Regions from separate parts of the Mus musculus genome. Here regions 2 and 3 are each linked to region 1. Evidence: chromatin contacts called from public promoter capture Hi-C data. All regions are on one chromosome and are shown on one strand. Each heading gives the region's core, a stretch centred on a gene start, on an enhancer-like site or on the middle of the called end of the contact. The rest is flanking DNA. Distances are from core to core; before and after follow the strand shown. Region 1 holds the start of Tmem14c (transmembrane protein 14C). Region 2 holds the start of Ranbp9 (RAN binding protein 9). Region 3 holds the start of Slc35b3 (solute carrier family 35, member B3).

What was found. Promoter capture Hi-C pulls out the DNA fragments that hold promoters and counts their contacts. Capture Hi-C pulls out chosen DNA fragments and counts their contacts.
Region 2: a promoter capture Hi-C map of pre-B cells shows a contact between it and region 1, with 2.1 times the contacts expected there. The contact joins the promoter of Ranbp9 here to the promoter of Tmem14c in region 1. A contact is called at or near these places in 2 of 39 promoter capture datasets (erythroid cells and pre-B cells).
Region 3: a contact with region 1 is called in a promoter capture Hi-C map of liver, with 3 times the contacts expected there. The contact joins the promoter of Slc35b3 here to the promoter of Tmem14c in region 1. A contact is called at or near these places in 10 of 39 promoter capture datasets (the 3T3-L1 cell line, the C10 cell line, cranial neural crest and 6 more), 2 of 484 Hi-C or Micro-C datasets (CD8 T cells and uterus), 1 of 115 datasets of contacts at active chromatin or transcription factors (extraembryonic endoderm stem cells) and 2 of 9 other capture datasets (adipose tissue and liver).

Annotation. Positions count from the first base shown.
Region 1 is chr13:41,014,339-41,019,308 of GRCm38.p6, forward strand. Tmem14c (transmembrane protein 14C) reads left to right here and starts at 1,912. Exons shown (of 6, transcript NM_025387.3): 1 at 1,912-2,060; 2 at 2,777-2,835; 3 at 3,368-3,444; 4 at 4,018-4,119. The coding sequence starts at 2,813.
Region 2 is chr13:43,478,406-43,483,375 of GRCm38.p6, forward strand. It overlaps Ranbp9 (RAN binding protein 9), which reads right to left and starts at 2,568. Exons shown (of 14, transcript NM_019930.2): 1 at 2,007-2,568. The coding sequence starts at 2,523.
Region 3 is chr13:38,958,168-38,963,137 of GRCm38.p6, forward strand. Slc35b3 (solute carrier family 35, member B3) reads right to left here and starts at 2,370. Exons shown (of 10, transcript NM_134060.4): 1 at 2,265-2,370. 5033403F01Rik (RIKEN cDNA 5033403F01 gene) reads left to right here and starts at 2,452. Exons shown (of 3, transcript NR_131019.1): 1 at 2,452-3,055.

The DNA.
Region 1 (4,970 bases), core at 662-3,161:
GCTATAAACATATATACATAAAAAATAACACCTTCAATAGATGTCAATTGCCTGAATGTCTTGAGATATCAAAAGATGGGAAATCCCAAGGGCATAGTGTGAGTAGAAGTCAAAAGAAGATTAAAGTCCATGGGCCCGTACGATGGCTTGGTGGCTGGTTGAGTGTACTTACCACGGAGCCCAAAGACCTGAGTTCAGTTTCTGAAGCCCACAGTTGTGGAAGGAAAAAAATTGTCTCCCCACAACTTGTTTTCTGGCCTCCACATTTGTACCACCACACATGTGCCCCCTCTCACATCCCCACATACACACAAAGTCATCTATGATAGAGTTTGTTTGTTTGTTTTTTTTTTTATAAAACATAACTTGGCTTTGGGAGGAGTTGTATGTAAACAATGTTTTAATTGAGCACGTGAGGCATCCTTGTAATCCTGGCATTCAGGAGGTAGAAGGAGTTCCGAGAATTAGAATTGAGGCAGTTTCTGACCACCCGAGAGCTTGTGTAAAGAAAACAAAATGTTAGAAGAAAACATGGGCTTCAATGATACAGTTAGCTGGAATCTCCTGGTTGTCCAAGCTTTTGTAACAATTCTATGTGGTTTGATTGCAACTTGGAGCCTTGACCTTTCCCTAGTGCCTACAGGAGTGAGTTGTATCTTCTACCTAGTCCTAGTTTATTTCCGGGATCCTTCTGTTGGCAGGCATCTAGGAATCTTGGTGCAGCCGGCCACTGTTATACCCACAGTGGCAAAGAGTTAACGGTCTCCTGAGAAGTGCACAGACAGAAGTGTATGAGGCTGGCATAACTAGGAATCCAGATAGCATGTGCCTGGAGCCTCAGTAACCCAGGAGGCTCCCGAGAGAGGATCACTTGAGCCCAGCAGTTCCAGGCCAGCCTGGGCAAAACAGAGTAGTTAAATAGTCCAAGATGCTGTATTTGCAGACACCAAAATTACGTGAGACGTTCAAGTATGATATACAGGAGACAAAACATTCACAGTCCATGACTAGGGCCATCACACGCAAGCCCCGGATTAAGTCCTTGACTACGTGTGTCCTCTACAGCAAGACCCTCAGTGCTCTTAAGGGCCAATACGTACAGTGCTTCTCTGATAGAGCGTGTGGGATTCAGTTCCGCACTACTATCTGCGCCAGGTTGCCGCCATCTTCATGAGGGTCAGCTGTGCCTGCTTGCAAAAGATGGTCCCAGCTGGGCTTGTTGACTGTTTGCCTGACTGTTCACCTTCATTTAGAAAAGGAGTGGAGAGGGTCGTGGGGCCCCTCACCTATATCCCGTTACCCCTTCCACCCAGTTTCATGCATTCTGACCTAGTTGCATGTGACTTGAGGAAGGGCTAGAGTTTATAGGTGGACAGGGACTAGGAAACGGGGCTCTGCACAGCCATAAGTAAGCCATCATTCTCGCTGGGTATAGGTTTTCCAGCATGACTTGTCCCTTCTGCCTGAAACTCCTCAGTCATGCTTTGTAAGGAACTTTAATAAACTCATTGGTTCCTCGGGGTGAACTTTGATTTGTAATTGAGACCTTCTGAGGAGTAAATACTTAGGCTCTCCCAGGGCAAAAATTTCTTAAAAATAGATTGGTTCACTGTTTAAATGTCTATACTTAAGATCTATACTGGGCACATGGCAGTACATAAACACTTTGAGTTGCTTTGACTTGTGGCTGATATGCCTCTTCTACCAGCCTGGTACCCTTTCCTGATGGCTTTTATTAATCCCATTATCCTTGTATCAAACTGGCTCACCCTCGGAGTACGGACCCCAAACTCAGCAGCCAAACCTGGTGCTCCTCCACCCCACTACTCCCAAGCCGGAACCAAGCCCCGCCCCATCACCCGAAGACCGCCTAGGATGATGCCCAGCCAATCACCTCAGGTTCCTCCCGGCTATCCAGGTCCCGCCCCTCCCGCTAGGACGCAGCGCACGCTGTGACGTCTGCACACCCGGCTCCTGACCTCGGCTTCTCGCTGTCTGCTCGCGCCCTCGTCCTACAGCACAGGCCTCCCGGCTCCGGCTCCGGCTCCAGTGTTGGTTGGGTGTGTTCTTACTTTGCCGACTCTATCACCAGGGGAATCGTTCCGTGCACACTCTGCTGAGCTCGCTTCCCCGGCCCGCTTCCCGCCTCTCTAAAATGTTCTCTAACTGCGGTTCCGGGAGTGGAAACCTAAACGCGCGTGCGCTGCTTCCGCGCCACGGAGGGCTTTTCCGTAAGAGAGCAGGAGTCACTTTGTAGGGTTGTAGCGCGTCTAAGTGCAGTTGCGACTAGGGTTCCGAGCATTTTCTGGTCCCTTGCTCCAGCCTAATAGGAGCCGAGGGTTGGGTGCAAGGGTTTCTAAAAGTTTGCAAACTGAGTATGGAGGACGTTGGAGAGAAAGCAGCATTTACCCTGCTTCTCGGAGACGCTAAGAAGAATGGAGGTACAGGCCATTTGTTTTCTGATTTAGCAATCAACTAACTGATGAGACAGTCAGCTGCTCCAGAGCTGCTCCGTGACTCCTGCTCGTTTCGGTGGGCCTGTGCTATAGTAGAGGCTGTGGTAAAAATATTTGGTGTCTCTACAACACTTAATATTCACAGAGGTGTTTTACTTGTTATCCAGTTACCTTCACTGGACAGCAGAGCTAGGGCGACTAGTGACTGTGTGTGTCCAGGCGGCAGTTGCAATCACACCCAGAGCTGTACCTTGAACTCATTTCTTCCTGATTGCTAGAGGTCAGCGTGTCTCTTGACTGCTCTGACCTCTCCTCCACAGGTGCAGGCCTGGTGTGGTCTCCAAAGCGACTGAACAATGCAGAAAGACAGTGGCCCATTGTAAGTGCCCTGTGCATCGGAGTAGAATCACTGGGAGCCTCTAAAACCAGAGCACATGACGGGAACCTCCAGCTTGGCACTGCCCACCAGGCAGCGTAGGTTGTGACATGATCCTTGAACTAGCGGCCTGGGACATGGACTTGAATCCAGTTCTGCCACTGGCTAGTTCTTTCACCGAGCCTGCCACCTGGCCTATCTTTCTTTCTGATTGGGCACTGGCAGAATTTGCTGGAAACGACAATCCTTTTGTCCCTGAGGATGATTTAAGCAATTACATTTACTTCTTTGTGTGGATGCATTCGTGCCATGTTGAGTTTGTAGGTGTCAGAGGACAATTTTCAGGAGTTGCGGGAGTTGATCTTCTGCTATGTGGACCATTGTAATGTAACCAAACTCAGGTTGCCAGCCTCCGGGAGCCGGGGGTGGGGGGCGCATCGCCACCAAGGCCAAGTTCCCGCAGGCCCCATCCAGTGATTTTGTGTGTTGTATTTTATACTCGGTTGACACTGGCTTCTCCCTTTGGCCTTTTCAGGATGCCTTTACATTATTTTGGTTTCGGCTATGCAGCCCTGGTTGCTACCGGTGGGATTATTGGCTATGCCAAAGCAGGTGAGCCTTTCTTGTTACTCTTAAAATTGTCACCTTAGTCCAGTGACATGTGGGTCCCCAGAGCCCTTGACACCTAATATGGCTTGACTCAAGTTTGCTTTAGGCCCTGAGTACACCCTGCATTGGCCTCTGATTATCTGGCTGAGTGGAGCCAGGCGTTTTTTTTTTTTTTTTTTTCCCCTCTTTACATACAGATAGGCAGGGGTATTAGTGGGTGGGTGTTATCGACCATTGCCATACACCGCGTTGTCTCTCAGCTCCTCAAGGAGGAAATCTCTTGTCTCTGCTCACTCTGTATCATCTGTTTAAAACAGGCTCAAGCCAGGGTCATCTAAGTCAGACAAGCACTGTACTGAGCCACACCTCCTAAAGGAGAGAGAGGGCTGGGGTGATAAGACCCTGACTTCTATGGTAGACACCAAGATTCTCCTATGCTGGGAACACTGGCTGTAAGCCTCGTAAAGACAGCCTCTCTCTGACAGCTTTCCTCTGCAGGGGAGGGGAGTCTTGCATGTTCTTTATGTGACGTTGTAACATCACAACATGGATGCATGCCTGCTTTCTTCTCCCCAGGTAGTGTGCCGTCCCTGGCTGCTGGACTCTTCTTCGGGGGCCTGGCAGGCCTGGGGGCCTACCAGCTGTCTCAGGATCCCAGGAATGTGTGGGTTTTCCTAGGTAGGTTTGCCTCAGGTGCTGCCTCTGTGTTCTGCTTGCCCCTGAGACTCTGGTGGGCGTGTGTGGCAGGTTCTCTTCTCTGCTTTTCAGCTGCGTCTGCCAAGCAGAGGGTGGGTTTCATCACGGAGAACCCCGGGTTGTTTCTGTTCTGTATACTGAATACAGGAAGGTTTCACGCAACATGGGTGTAATGTTCTCAGTGAGACTTGTTTTCAAGTGGACGAGACTGTGTGTTAACTACTGAGGTTCCAGACTAAAGACGGCCTGCTTGGAACTTAGAGAGAAGTCTCACACATCCCACGAAGCCTGAGCTCATGTAGCCTTTTCCCCAGGTGGACATCTCTTTCCTAGGCAGTTAATTGTGTAAGACACAGGCAGACCTTGCCTTCGGGAGGCATTTAAGCTCAGTGGTCAGTCAGGTCATGGGACTCTGGAACTGTAGATAAAGTGCCCCAGGTGTAGCCCATGCTGGAAGGGAAAAAAGATGACTTCTTATCATGGTGTTTTCTGACACAGTTTTCTTGGTCTCCACCCAAGTGCTAGCCATTGCCAGGGGTGTGGTACCTCTGTGCCTTTCACTCGAACAGAACAGTGTAAGGACACATGCAAAGCTAACCCTCCTAAAAGTCACCGACCGTGTCACAGAGTAGGCTCTGCACACCAGCAGTGGGGTAGGGAGGGAGGTCAGCTGTGGGCAGTCTGAGGAAAGAGGATGCACTGGGTTCCTGGTTCTTCCGAACAGCTTCCTCATTGTGCTCTAGAACGGCTCCCACTCCACTTCTGCCTCTCTGATCCCAGCATTCTGCTCTCTTCAAGAGATTCCATGGGTACTTGATCAAAACAGACAGACA
Region 2 (4,970 bases), core at 1,318-3,817, 2.5 Mb after region 1:
TAAGTTTTACTATTCACTACCTACAGCACCACCTTTTGCTGCTGAGACACACAGGAAAAACAGCAATGACAGAAAGCACAGACTTTAAATAACAAGGCTAGATGAAGGCTTGGAAAAGAGACAGTCTTTGTAATTCTGGAAAGGGAGACAAAGAGGAGAGAAAAATGGGGAGAGGGATGACAACAGCGAATCTGTCCTCCAGAACCCATGCTCTATGTTTATGAAACAGCGAGGTTTCCAGAAAGTGAATCTCAATGTTACACAACACAGTGTAATAAAAAGGCCGACAGAAAGAGTAACTGCGACAACAGTATCCTAACATTGGAACCCCAAGCACACAAGCATGCATTTGGCTCTGGCCCAGATGATTCATTTTACATAAAAGAAGTAAACACGACTAAGCAAGGTGTATCACAAGGCTAAGTAAGCCATAATCACGAGTTTTAAGCGAAAATTCCTTACCGAGTACCCAGCTGGACTCCCACATCACTCAGAAGAGGCTGAGGCCCTCTCTTGTGACATACCTAGTATCACCAGTGACTGCTAGAACTCAGGAAAGCTAGGATTCTTTGTTCACTAATCTCCCCTACACACACAGTCTCTGCCTTTACAAGCTTTTTATTTACTATAAACTACAAATTTAAAATAATAAAGTTTTGTCAAATCTAACAAAAGCATTCTGGCTGCCAAAACAGAAGTAAACACTTCATAACATAGCACTCACTGTTCACACAAATTTAAAAACAAAATTAAGTAACAATCTACAAGGAAAGCAACAAAATGTCCTAACTGAAAGGAAGAAGAAAAAAAAAACTTCAGTATTTTGAAATTTTCAGCCACTTACACCAAGGAACATAACGTTCAAAATAATAAGTACTTCTTTGGATCTATGGCAAGAATAAAAAGGAATGTTCAACAAGGCCCATCTTTGTGTAGATTCTTTACAGCCAAAGCATTCAGCAGATTTCTGTTGCCATAAGCGTTTCTAATTAAATAGTAGCCGATTTGTCAAGAGTCTTCGCAAACCCTGTTCTGAATTCTTTCAGAATCTTACAGCAAGGTTGTTTATATCCTCACTAGGAGCCAAAGACCCTTCCTTTAGAGCCAATCAAAATGAGCCTGCTTAGAATGTAAAATCCTCTGCTTTAGATTTAGGGCCTAAAACACCGACTGTGTTCAAACTGATACCACTGCATTTTTTTCTTTGCCCCTTCCACACAGCTAAACTTGACGTATGCCATTAATCTGAGCTACATTTCAAAAACCCCTTACTGGCATTTATAATCTTCTATACAACCAGTTTGCTTAAAGCTTTGTTTTAACCTAGGAAAAAGTGGGGATGGGAGAAAGCAGCAGCCTAAGGTGGTTAACTTTGTTAACTGCAGGTGCAAAATATAAGCCAGTTTTGGTTTTTTTTTTTTTGTTTTTTGTTTTTGAAAATGCTAATCGGTATGTTTTAAAACCCTTGTTTTCAACAAAACTTCATGTAACACCAACCCGGAAACACGGGGCATTTCCAATCCGGAGGGGGGGGGGGTCTGCTCCCCGAAGAAAACAGGGAATCCTGAGGTTCCTCTCCCAGTTGCTTTCAGTAAGGTGCAATGATGGCCAACTTGGGCCCCTTGTCCTTTTGTCCCCCTAGACAATCTCTGGCCTAATTTGGGACAAATCCTCCACTGATCACGCCTCCCTCCCCCTCCTGTGGATCTCTGTTCTCCCTTAATTAGAAACTGTACCTCGGAATCGTGCCTCTCACCCCTGCTGCGTAAGAGGAGATGGCCTGACCCTCCACCTGGAGAACAATGTAACCCAACTCCGGCCCATAGATTTATCTCCAGGAAATCAGAAGGTGCGATGTGTCTGGTCATCCCGGATTCCCTCAAAGCGTCCAGCTCCGGGCCTAGGGATCCCAGCTCCTTCCCACCTGGGACCCCACTCTCACCTTCCCTCGCCCAGAGCCTCGCCCCGCACCGTCCGATCTCTCCGCCGGACCCCGCGCCCCGTACCTTTGTAGTGCACCCGCAGGTTGTTCTGCGAGAGGCCGATGTAGCTGAACTTGTCCTTCGGGCTCCAGGACCGGGGCAGCGGCGTCTCCTGCTCATCCACAGCCGGGTAGAGGCGCTTCAGCCGCCTCTGCAGCTCCTTCTCCTGCTCGTTGAGGGCCGAGTCGCCGTGCGGGAAAGGGGCAGCGGCGCTGCTGCCCGCCGCCAGGCCCGGGACCGGGACGCCTGCGGCCGGGCCGGGGCCCACCGCCAGGCCGGGCGGCGCGGTGGCGGGGGCGGCCGCCGAGGCGGGGGGCGGCGGCGCGGCGGTGGCCGGGGGAGGCGGCGGCGGCGGCGGCGGGTGGAGCAGCAGGGCGGCCGCTGCGGCCCCCAAGCCTCCACCGGGCGAGCCGGCCGGGGAGGAGCCGGCGCTGGCGGCCGCGGCCGCGGGCAGGGCGACTCCGGAGCCCGGGGCCCCGGCGGCGGGCGGCGGCGGCGGCGGCTGCTGTTGCGGCGGCGGTGGCGGCGGCTGCCCGGACATCCCGGCCGCGACTCAGCCTGCGGCACCTCCACTCGTCCCTGCTTCCTCCTGCGCTTCCCGGGGGCGCTGTCGCTGCGGCCGCCGGCACCAGGCGCCCAGAGTCCGCCCGCCCCGGAAGCAGGCGGCGGGCCGCGCGGCCCGGCGGAGCGCGGCGGTTGAGGAGACCGACCGCGGGCGGGCGCGAGGGAGCGTTGGCCAGGCGCTGGCGGGCACGCGACCGGGAGCGATGCGGTGGGACAGCGAGGGGAGCGGGCGGAAGGGCGCGCGGCCCTGGGCGACGCGGTGAAGCGGGGAAGAGAGACTGCGAGGAGGTGCGAGCGGCCGCGGCGGCCGCTGCTCTCGCGGCTGTTTCCCGGCGGGCGAGCGAGCGGGCGGGCGGCGCGAGACGCTGCGCGCGGGCGGCGCCAGGCGAGGAGGCGGGCCGCGGCGCGAGGGGCGGGCCTGGTGCGCGCGCGGACGGCCTTCTCCGCGGCCTGGGGCTCGCCGGCGCGGGCGAGGACGCGGGCGCGGGTTCGGCCGCGGGCCTCCGGTGGCTGCGGGATCCTAGCTGCGCCGACCGGCGGCCTCGTCGCGTCTCGACGGGCCGTCCCCCTCAGCCGCCGGGAGGCCGCAGCGCGCCCAGGCGAGAGCAATCGAGCCCTGCTGCGCCGCCGGGAGCTGAGCCCGGGGTTTCTAACGCCTTACCGCCTAGCTAGCGGGTCAATAAAGGGCCCTTGGAAACCATTTCTGAAGGCGAAGTCTCCCGCTTCATGAGTGACCCTCTCGTTAATTAATTAATTTATGAGGAGTCCGAGTGAACTTAATGGGGGAGAAACAGCCACGTTAGGAATACCAATCAAGACGGGCAGATCGTCAAAGGGCAGGAATGCGAACTGTGTGAGCGTTTAGGAAGGGCTTCTGGAGACAGACGTCAAAACATTTTATAAGCTCATTAATTCTCATCATAGGCCTCTTTGTTAGGTAGCAGAGAATTATGCCCATTTTTTTTTAAACATGGAAATATTTACTGAGGTCAGCAGAGTTTTAAAAAAGGAGACTTCCTACTTTGCAATTCTCAGTAGAGTGCTTGGTCAACCCGTGTGGCACAATTTGCCAAGTGTTGCTCTCTGACCCCCACATAGCATTACTAGTCTGTTTTCGGCACTTCCCTTTGTTTAACCTACCCTTTCCTTAGCCCGGCAAAAATCAGGCTTCACTCCCATAATCTACATGGTACAGATTCCGATGCTGTGTTAGCTTCCGGAGATGATATGCTGGCTCTGATTGGACCGTATAAGCATGGAATGGTTGGTTAATAGAGAACTAGTTATTTTGTTTTTGAAGCGAATGGGTCAATGGTGACTTAATCGAAGACTCCCATGGACATAGCGCCTAGCCAGTTGTAGCAGTCCTTCTGCCTAATTTCCATCTTAAATTACCCACACTAGACACTCCATTGTTCATTAGTAATAAAATGCCCCATAACTCTAACCTCGGCTCTACATTTTTTTTAACAAATCACAGCATGTTTACATGACGCCACTGAATTTAAAAAACACTAAAACTTTCGTTTATACTAAAATAAAAGGAGTTCAATGGAAGCCATGTTCTACATATTGGTAGCCAAGATGGACCCCACGGGCTCCAAGCCTCATCAAACAACCTTGACATTCATTAAGATTTTACACATGGACTGGTGAGACGGCTCAGCAGTTAAGAGCACCGATTGCTCTTCCAGAGGTCCTGAGTTCAATTCCCAGCAACCACATGGTGACTCACAACCATCTGTACTGGGGTCTGATGGCCCCTCTGGTGTGTCTGAAGACAACTACAGTGTACTTATATAAATAATAAATAAATAAATATTAAGAAAAAAAGATTTTAGTCATGAAATTTTTCTGTCAGGGCACTTAGAACTTTTTACATACCCTAGGCACTGTTAAGGGAATGGAACCTTCTGAAACCTTGTCAAAATCTTTTTCTTGGAGAAACTGGTTGTCCTCCAGTCGGTGTCAACAGATTAATGAACTGTAAGGGAACATTGTAAAACGGCACTTTCCCACATCAGCAGAAGCAGAGAACCTTTGGGGATATCAGTGTGGTAGATAAGATAACCGTACCTTTTGACTTCTCCGTTCAAAAAATTAAAAACCAGACTCCGGAGATGGCTCGGTTGGTAAAGTGTTTGCTGTACAACCTTGAAAACCGGAGTTCAAGTCCCGATTAAAAAGTGGGGTGCGGTGGCCCACACTTGTAATCCCAGTGGAGAGACAGAGACAAGAGCGTCCCTGGGGGGGCTGGATGACAAGCAAATCTAGCTTACTGGGTAAGTTCCAGAACAGTAAGAGATCCTGTTTCAAAACCTAAAGTGGATAGCTCCTGAAGAAAAACACCTGAAGCCGACTCTGGCCTCTCTATATTTGGGAGCACACACACATATGCACACGCATACCCTTACTTATTAATAA
Region 3 (4,970 bases), core at 1,120-3,619, 2.1 Mb before region 1:
AGAAAAAAAGATTCTCTTGTGCTCTGTTAAACATGTGACCAACATTACTCCATTCCACTCTCCTCCACTTTAACACTCCTACACACTTCCTGGAAGCCTTATGAGATGCAGTTCTAGGCTGCAGCACTACCCTCTTTAAAACACGTCCAACACAACACCCATCTCTCCTGAATTCTCTTTAGAGAGCACTTGTGCTAACAAGGAAATGGAGCCACTGTCACTGCTAACACGACATCTCATTACCACCAAACCTGCCCTGTAAAAGTCTGGCATTCAGTGTGCAGCTTTACACTACACTACTGATCAGAATATCGCTGGTCAGAAAGCATGAGTGAGGAAGGCCTCTGCTACTCTCAAACTCCGATCTCCGATGCTTGCAGTCTCACTTCTGTTTCTATTGTTAATAATTGATATTGTTATCTAAAGAATCAGAGCCAGGCATGGAGAGATGGCGTGGTGGTTAAAAATGTTTATTCCTCTTGCAGAAGTTTGGTTCCCAGCACCCGTCCTTGTTAGGTTTGCAATTGACTATTACTCTACCCTCAGATTCCCATCAGAACCCTCTCATGCATATATCCACAAGTACATTCATACACACACACACACAGACACACACAGACACACACACTACAAATAAATCTTATACAAACGAACAAACAAACAGGGACAAAGTCCTTATGGTACGGGGGGGGGGGGGGGGGGGGGGGGGGAAGGAGCCTGAACTACACAGAGAATTTAACACAAGGCTGGGCTACAGAGATCTTGTCTCCAAACAAACAAACAAAAGCTCAAGAACAGGATTACAAGTTTTCAAATCAAATAGCCAACATCTTGCTTTGCTTTAGAGACTCATAATACCCTCTGAAACTAGAACAGAAAGAAGTTGTGGAAGTGGATTGCTGCCTTGGGTCTCTTCTTAAAGCGCAACAGACACTTGGCACATTGCAGGGAGACATAACGGCTAAAATGGAGGTCAAAGAAGTGCTTAGAGTAAGTAAACACATACTGTGTGTGCACACACACAATCGGAAACAGGTGATGTTGCCTTACAATGACACACTGAAATAAAAGCTTATTTCTTTATACAAGTCTGTGTGTCTATGCCACAGATGGCAAGCAAGGGTCAGAAGACAACTCCTGGGAACTGGTTCTCTGTCATTTCACCTTATTGGTTCTGGGCTTGGCCACAGGCTTGGCCTCAGGTGCTCTTACCTGTCAGCTTGCTGGCCTCACCTTATCTCTTAACCTAGTCTTTTTTTTTTTTTTTTTTTTAATGTGAAGGAGGTACGCTTTCTATTACAAAGCTGGAATGGGAGGAAAACTTATCATGTGCACAGCCTGGAAAAGTCCCAGCTTCGCCAGAAACCTGCAACGCTCTAGTAACAATCATGTCTTCACAACTGGGTTCCAGGTGTGGGATAAGATCAAAGAGCAGAAAAACAAGATTGTGATTTCTCCCATACCTTATCACACAAAAGGGTGAGAGACTGGTGATTTCCGAAACTCTATTCCCCTCAAGGGCTAACAATAGGATTTAAAGTAGACTTTAAGCAGAAGTAATGCTATCTAAAATATTTTTCAAACGTTGTCAGTGTCTTTCCCCTCCAAGTCTCAAACTATCTCAACTCACTTGTAACAGAAATGTTTAACTAAAATTCGGGATTCTGATAATCTACTGTAGAAGTAACGCAGATGTAATTCATTCAAACACAAAAAACCAACCAAACAAAAAAACTCAAAACAAACAACTCATGATAGTAAACTAACAAAATCTTTCAGTGTTTTTCCCAAAGAAGAGAAAAGGAAGGAGGAAAGAAGGAAGACACGGAAAGATAGACAGACAAGGTAGGAAGAAAGAAAGGAGAAGAGAATTCAGCTGTAAAGCCCGAAAGAACGTACAGGGATTTCAGCGACATAAACTTAGCAGCCCTGCAAGAACAGTCAACTCGCTGCAAGGCAAACAGTCACCAGGTAACGGAGAGAGCGGACACAGACCCGGAAATGACTCTGAACTGCAAAAACAGCCAAGGGAATCCGAGAGACCAAGTCTCTGAGCACAGAGAGCAGGGTAGAGGAGGGGTCCGGCCCGGGGGTTCTCAGGCCAACAGGGAACGATGCTCTTCCCGGAAGCGCGCGCCCCGACCACCCCGACGGCGGCGGCGTCCACCTTCTCTGTTGACACGGTGTGGGAGCCCACCCGAGTTCTGCCTGACGACGCCTGGCCGCGCAGCAAGACCCCCACCTCCCAGCTCCGCCGCTGTCACCTCCTCGGTCTCCGTCTCCGCCTCCGGGTCTGCTCCCGCGACGGCCGCCTCGGCCGCCACCTCCCCGGAAGGTCTTCACACGCCGGACCCTGCGCGCCACTTCCGCCTAGGCGTCTCTGTGCGCGTGCGCCGGCGCGCGGCTCCGCCCCTTCGCCCTCCCCACCCCCTCGGCTGTTTCTACCTCTCCACCCTGCTCCTGCGTGCTCTGAGCAAGGGTCCTGTCCATCTCGTGGCTTCTGCGACCCAGTTGACTTCACATCCGCGATCGTGAGCCGGGGCGTGTGAAGGATGCCAAGGTTTAGAGTGCTCGAGCCGGATCTCAGCAGCCTGAGGTTCCCTTTCCCCAGCCTCCACCTTTTGATTCAAAGGGATGAAGTTGCTTCTCAACTACTTTCCTGTCCCAGTTCTCCGGACTCACTCCTACCCTTCTGGCCAAGGTGGACTGAAGAAACAGGAAGCCTGCGTCACATGCCCTTACAGTGATGATGGTTTGTAATTGGCCAGAAATGAACCAGGATTGTGTTGACATGCCACTCACTGCTTGAAATGTAAATCCCTGGCTTGGAGTCTGACAAATGTTATAAAATCTCTGATATTTGATCGCCAAATATCATAAATTATTCCACATTGAGAGCTACACTTACAGTTACTGAGATACAATGAAGAAAATGCCAAGATGGGCTTGGCGATAAGGATTATTACGATTACCTTAACCGGAATAGTATTCAAGAGTCTGCTTTGAAAAGGGGTGAATAGTGTCAACAGAAACGTTACAATCCGGTCAGATGTGTGTAAGTTTTAAAATTTCACAAGAATTAGGCATTGGGAAGCATTTATGCCTTAGGAGAGAATCTCTGAAGTGGTGAGGGAAAAGGTCCAGCTAGACATTTTAAAAATACCAGCCTTGCTAAGCCAGTTTTGTATGAAAGTTGAAACTTTAAAAAAAGGGGAGGAAAGAAAAAATCCTAAAGAGAATAACAAAGCCCATTTAGACATTTAGAGATGTCATTCTATGGCTCAACAATAGCAAATAGTAGCAGTAAAACAACTGTCAGCCAAGAAGGAACATTATTTATCAAACACCTGTTGAATGTGCCTATGTGTAGGGTCATATGCATAATTTATAAGTAGCTTATATGGACTTCCAGCCCTTAAGGAGTTATAGGACATAGGTGAGAAGGTAAATGGTAATATAAATCTGGAATACAAGAGGGGTTAAGGTCCACCCACTCTTGCTTAGGCAATCACAATAGCCTAGCTGGCTTCTATTATCTTTTACTTCCTTACAGCCTAATTCTGCCCAAGAGCAGGATTTGATGCTGCTTTGCTCTCAATGCTTTAATGGCTTTTACCATCTCATTGAAACCTAAAACCCTCTCCGTGGTTTGCAACTTGTTCTTGATGGGTCATATCCAAACAACACTTTAGAATTCATCTAACCCCCGTCAGGCACGACATGCCTCACTTTGCTTTGCTTTTCCTATTCCTTTGGTGTGGCACATTGCCCTCAGATATGTCCACTGGGAATGAAAACCAAGCATTTACCAACTGTTACCGTGGAATTAGGGATGAGGTGAGTGAGAGAGTAAGCAGGTAAGAGCAGCCCTGTTTGCCAATAGGAGCAAGGAAGACTGCAGTTATGGCCAGCCACAAAGCTAGATCCGAAACAGGGTTACCATTGCCTGTGGACTCATGAGGAATGCATACTCTTAATGTGAAGACAAGAAGCGCAGTCTCAGCATGTTGATAGCTTTTGACTAACCACAGAACAAACAGAAGAACCAAGGAACTATTCCCACAAAAGATAACCTCATGCCCAAACTCTATCCTTGAGAGGGAAACAGATCCCGTGACTCTTGATGAAAAACATTGTATTGCCACTGAGAAACACTGTATTTCAGTTTAGTGGTCATCTCCCAGCACACTTGAAGCCATTTGCACAAGGAGTTACTCTGTAGAAAGTAAATTACCAAGTCGCCAAGGGCCATTGTGCATAAATGCTGAGTGGATAGTGATGTTGAAGACTCAAAATGGAGGCCTAGTGGTGAAAGGCATGCTGTCCATAATCTATCTCACAAGGGCATCCCCAAAGTATGTAAAGTCCTTCAGAGAATGAGTATTTAACAACAGACAAGGTCTTCTCTGATCTGTGCTGTTGATGCAAGGAAGGGGCTGCTGGAAGCTCTTGAAAAAAAGTCTACTTTTTAGGGTCCAAAGTGGGAAATTAGATACTAATTGCACATACAAGGAAACTGAGATTTCATTACTAGACAGACTTGAAAAATGTTCAGAAGGTGTTCTCTTCTCCTGACAACTTTTTGACCAACCTGCGCAGATCTTGACTGATGGACCTGGGATCCGAGGTCCTGAAAGAATGGGGCAGACTATGGTGTAATGCTGCAGACAATCTTATTACAGTTTCAGTGCACAAAAGCACATGAGTGTAACCAAAGAAAGCAATAATCCAAGTAAGGTTTGTTTCAGTTCAGAAAAACATGTAAATCAATGCCAGTAAGCACATACTAAATATTAACAGAGCAGCCCTTTCTCAGGACAGAGAGCAATTGAGACACAATTTCCTGGCATGTATTATAGATTATATCTGGGAAAGCATGAAAGCAAGGCAGAAGGTCATATCCAGATTCAGGGTACACTGACCAGCTTGGTTTCTATAGCTATGACCTGACATCCAACAAGAATAACCAT